Linked DNA regions of Mus musculus: region 1 is linked to region 2. A link is a contact called in public Hi-C data. All regions are on one chromosome and are shown on one strand. The core of a region is the stretch at or near the end of the contact, and the rest is flanking DNA. Distances in the headings are between cores, read along the strand shown.

Region 1 (2,700 bases), core at 1-2,500, 160 kb before region 2:
GAGAAAGCAGAGGCAGGCATGCAGGTATGTTGTAGGAGAGAAGTAGAGAGAAGCGGAGACAGGGAGCATGGGCCCCACTACAGGAAGAGCGTGGACCACAATCTAGGCAGATAATGAACAAAAGGAGGAGAATATAAACAGACAAGCCAAAGGGGTCATTAGGGATCAGAGCAGAGAGAAGGCTAAGTCATGGACCTTCTGGTTTCAGTGCTCACGTCTTACAGTTTCTGCTTCTGAAGCGTACATGTCAGTACAGCCACCGAATCATTCAGTCATCCACCAGGCCTAACTCTTCCCTCCTTTCTCTTCCTATGTCTTGGCAGCCATTATCTCCTACCTCCATTGGCTTACCTGTTCTACACATGGAAGTAATCGTGTAATGTGTGATAGCAACCTTGGCCTCCTCACGCATGAACACACATGCGTACATGCCTACATGTACACAAATGGAGAAAGAAAAACAGAGACAAAACCACACAAGACACTGTTCCTCTCTGGCACGGAATTCACCAGACCAAGCCCCTGTGTTATTAAATGCAGTGTGATTCCTGTTCTTAGGTTTCACCGGAGCAAATATTTTATCAGAAAATAAAGGAATAAAAGAGAGGAATGTAAGGGAGCAAAATATCTAAAGGCTCAGAATGCAAAATGTGACCGCGAGCCACCAGCAGGGCCGCTGAAGGCCTTTGTTGGCAAACCACACCCTGAGGCCTTTGAAGGCCCACTCACCAGCAGGATAAACAGATTAAATTTCGCCCACATTTCCCATTAACACTTCTTTACAATTTAAGAAAGTGAGCAGTTTTTTAAAACATTTTACTTTAAAACTTATTTGGCCTGGAAAACCCCTTAATGATTTTCTTAGAAACTCCAAATCAACACTCTGGAGCCCTAGAGCAACCTCTCTTGGAAATTAGAAAACACTTACAAATTATTATCCAATGTAGTCACTTTTTTGTGTGTGTGTGCATAAAATAAGTGTCATCTTTGGAAGCTGCTGTAAGACTGCATTTCACAAACCCCCAATGGGACAGTTGTGCAGTTTCAGTTCAGAGTCTGGAGACAAGGCTTTTCTCACTTCTCCATCTCTAGACTCCTGAGGAACATGCGGAGGACGAACGGCAGCTCCTGCTCGCTCTCCTCCTTCCCGCCCAGCTCTGGCCAGAGGAGTGGGAACAGATGTGTTGAGTGCCACAGCCAGAGCTGGCCCATAAAAACGCTCCTACACACGGCCCTGCCTGCTCTCCCTCCCCGCTGGCTTCAGCGGAGATAACCTGAGGTGACCTCTGCAGCCTTCTGTGGAGCCCGCCAAGGTTCCTACTGACAGAATGCATGAAGCCAAGTATCCCTCGCTACTACATAAGCAAGAAATCAAAACTACATTTAAGACGTCATGCAGAATCTTCACGTAGTTTTTGTTACAACAGACACCTCCCTAAACTCGTAACACAAACCCGCAGGACTAGCCATAGCTCCTAAAGCATTTCACACGCATGGCCATGCTTGACATGGCTTAACGACTATGTTTCCTCTTCTTCTAATTTTGTGCAATTGCTAATTGCTGCTAGAAATGGCGAGTAAAGACTGGTTACGCACAAAGCTTTGTTCTAAACAGTTTATCCAAATCAACACACTGGAGCCTTAGAGCAACCTCAATGCCGCTACCATAGTTTTGTTCACTTGATAAGACAGGAAAAGGAAGGAACAGAGAAATTCAGCAACTTGCCTTAAGTTACATAATTAGAAAGCAGCAAAGCCAGTACTCAGATCCACGTACCCCCGCCCTGGCATCTAGGCATTTAACCAGTGTGCTTTCATTGACAGTAAAAGCTTCAATTCCAACAGCATGTTCTCTCTCTCTCCCTCTCCCTCTCATGTGCACACACATACACACACACACACACACACTTCCCTCCTTCTTTTGCTCCCTCCCTCCCTTGCTCCCTCTAACATACACATAGTAAGGTAATCCCACTCCCTCATGTTTGACACACACATGCTCACAGCCAACATTAAAGAGAACTTCAGTAACCCAGGGCAGTTGTGGTTTGCTCTGAAACCTGACTTCTAAACAGCCATCAACTGCATATGTCAGCCCCGAGAGCCAGTGGAACAACACACTTGCTTTCATGAAAATGGTCCTGAAAACAGCTAATATGTTAGTCTTGACTGTCCCAAAGAAGTGAGGATTAACTTTATTGTGGGTTAAATTAGTTGAACTCCAAAAGAGTAAAAAAAGACAAGGACAATAAACAGTCCCATTGTCTCAGGCCCCTGGAAGCCAAGGGTGATGAGACCAAATGCAACTTGAGAAGGAGTCTGAGCCTGAGCATTTTTCAGATTCCAAGTAAAGAAACAAGGCAAGCTTTGACATGGACAAGATACCCGAGACCACAAGCAGCAGCCCCGAGTGTAGTCCGTTTCAGACAACTCTAGAACCACCCCTAAATGACTGCTGAGGAGCCCAGCGGAGGCTAGTTTTCCCACACTGCACCATTCATCACTCCGACCAGGCACCAACTGGCTAGGCTAAGAAATAACCATCGTACCTCCTCCCTCCAAAAGAGCCCTGAGCACTGCTGCAGTGCTAGGCGCTGGCCTAGGAACGCTGGGTTGATTAGCTTTTAACTACGAAAGGTTCAAAACTTGTGTCCTGTCTGGCACCAAACAAAGAACACGGGCACGTGCGCAAAAAGGCAA
Region 2 (2,700 bases), core at 41-2,540:
AAGCAATATATGAAAATTACTTGGATTAATGTGTTAATCTCCCTCTTTAAAATGCTAATATCTACTTTATGCACATTAAAGCTCAGTATGCATTTTCTTTGATGCATACAGTTTCTATCAATTAAATATAAAGAAGGAGACTTGGCACCAACTTATTAAGTTACTCCCAGTCCTATTTTGTTTCTTTATAAACATTGTAGTTGTTCCAGGTTATGTGGTATCAGTGCATTTTTGATGCTGATGCTGGATCCAGGGTTGTATTCATATAAAGATGGATGGATGGATGGATAGATAGATAGATGCACAGGAAATCTATACTTTAAAAATTAAAGTTATTGTATAGAAAAAAATTAAAGTATGGCTCAAATTCTAAAATGCTTAGATATGAAAGGAGGCCCTTTATCATTTTTAAACTTACATCAATCAAGCTTATTCAGTGCTGGGATGTATCTGGATATCCAGACCCTCAGAAAGCAGCTCCAAAAGTTAATTTCTCGCTTTTACGCAGTCTCGCTGAAGGGTTTAATTGATATTTTTAATGGAGCTGTGAATCAGTGCTGCAAAGGAATTGTCTCTGGGGGTCTGAGATATAATGCATTTCATTTTTTAATTTACTTTTTTATTTGTCATTTTCTTCAAAGGATTTTTATAGGCTGTGGGTTTTCACTGTTTGCAAACAGGCTATTCCTTTTTAAGCATATGTAAAGTATTCAGGGAGATAAGTAATTTATTAAAATCTACCTAATTTGCCGTGCTATATTAAATCTCTGCTTCAGTGATCACAGACCATTTCATTTAGAGAATTAGGCATTCCCTCTTTGTGTGATTAAAGTCCTGGAAAATGAGTTCTTTGCTCCTATTTGTGAACATTCAAAGCCTGCTAATGGCAGGAAGATGGAACAGATTATGAGACAATTCATTACAGTTCAACAGGGGGAAAAGCAGCTATAATGCAAAAATGCAAGTATGAATATCAGCGTATAGCTGAACCATCTGTGCTCCAACAGCTTCGGTGATGACTCCTCCTTGGGAGGCTTTGAAATGACATCCGTACGATATTAATTTGTTGGCGCACTCTGTGGGACCAGTAGAGTATGATCTGACCACAGAACTCTATAAATTCTGTCTGTACCACTGGGCACCCCTGTCCTCAGGCCTGCCATCTCCAAGAAGAATCTTGCTCTCATCAGACTGAAAAATCTTCATAACAACTCATTCCTCTGGAACCTTCCAGTGACCACAAACATCTGCAGACAAAGGCTCTCCAGTTCTAGTAAACAACCACATGTTTGTTGTCACTTTAGCTGGCTCTGAGCTCATCTTCTTGGCCTCCCTTTCTAGCTTTCTTTGGCTTTGTGCAGCTACAGTGTCATTAAGACCCATAATATTCCCTGCAGTAATTTAAAACAGCCAGATTATACCCTAGGATTAGCCGAGTGGGTTTGAGACATTTATTGTGGTGTGCTCCTAGGAGGCAGGCATTATTGTTTAAAATGTTATATCCAAAACTAAATAATGCTTTCTCTGGGGGGGGAACGGGGTGGTGCTGACTTCTTAGCGTCCGTCGTTAAGTGGAGACAGGAAGTTACAATCCAAAGACCTTCTACACGTGAGTCAGCTGTGTCATATTTATACCTCAGGTAAGATTGTGGATTATCCAGGCTTCTCTTATATCTACTAGCTTTAAAGTTCTCAGCCTCAGACTCCTGCCAGCGTTCCCGGTACTGACTTCACATATAACGGTGACTAACGGGTTCTGAAGAGAGAGATCAAGTGAGTGTCCTCACTTGAAGTGCACTGGCATCTTTGTCTAGATGTGTGTTAACCAGAGTTCATTGAAAAGTTCACCTCCACTGGTTTAAAGTGCTGTGCTGTCCTCTGTGAACCAGGCTTGCTCTGTAGAGGATGGCTGGGAAGTGGGGGTTCCACTCACACAGACACAGCCCTGGAGGAGAACTTGCAGCTCTCAGTAACTGCACAGTACACTCAGCACTCTAGAGCTGTAATGCTTTTAGTTTGGAAATATAAATAGAGATGTGATGTGGCGTGTGGGACAGTGTATTATACATGGTTTTTTTGCCTACTGTAGTAGAAATGTCAAATTCCCAGCCACTGTCATGAGAAGCAGTTGACAAAAATAAGTTTTATGGTTTACAGTGTGGTTTACGTAGAGAATATTTCTCTTCACTCTCGGTTTCAACATGTTTTCTGAATTATCATGGTTTGTTGCCATTTAACTTAAATTAGTTTTTTTAAGAATAAATAGAGTCTATGTTTAATCAAATAAAGAAAGGCCACATTGAAATTCTGCTGTTCCTGCCATTCATTTGTTACCACAGAACACAAATAATTTCTATGTGTCATGAAGAAGTGTGGGCTGAGACGTGGTCATGTGATTTGGGAGACTCTGCGTGCACCAATGTTCCCACAACAAAACATAAATTATTTTAGTAATCTGACATCAAGAGCTGTGACAATGAAAACCAGCTCTTACACATGTTCTAACAAGAATCTGATTAACATTTTTGTGGATATGGAAAATAACTTTTTTTAGTCAAGCTGGCACTGTTGCTGAATTTAGAATGATTTCCTTATGTACAGGATTGCAAAATGTGAATCATGTCTGTGAACAAATATGAGAATAAAGTGTGATCTTTGTGTAACATAAAACACCAAGGAAGAGACTTTGGGTTGTGAAAG

The links. Hi-C and Micro-C count contacts between places; a contact is called where the count stands out from the background.
Region 1: a Hi-C map of uterus shows a contact between it and region 2, with 4 times the contacts expected there. The contact joins two enhancer-like sites. A contact is called at or near these places in 3 of 484 Hi-C or Micro-C datasets (cortical neurons, embryonic stem cells and uterus) and 1 of 115 datasets of contacts at active chromatin or transcription factors (fibro-adipogenic progenitors).

The regions. Positions count from the first base shown.
Region 1 is chr8:91,375,456-91,378,155 of GRCm38.p6, reverse strand. All of the region lies in intron 1 of Fto (fat mass and obesity associated), which reads right to left. Among named protein-coding and RNA genes, the nearest start is that of Fto, 63 kb to the right of the region's middle. Within about 2 kb of position 1,250, at least 90 of the 459 cell types and tissues checked have an H3K27ac peak or open chromatin away from gene starts, as enhancers often do. A contact at or near this core is called in uterus, where this site is marked.
Region 2 is chr8:91,217,006-91,219,705 of GRCm38.p6, reverse strand. Rpgrip1l (Rpgrip1-like) reads left to right here. Exons shown (of 26, transcript NM_173431.2): 26 at 1-2,676. All of the region lies in intron 2 of Gm36243 (a long non-coding RNA gene), which reads right to left. Among named protein-coding and RNA genes, the nearest start is that of Gm36243, 7.8 kb to the right of the region's middle. Within about 2 kb of position 1,290, at least 30 of the 459 cell types and tissues checked have an H3K27ac peak or open chromatin away from gene starts, as enhancers often do. A contact at or near this core is called in uterus, where this site is marked.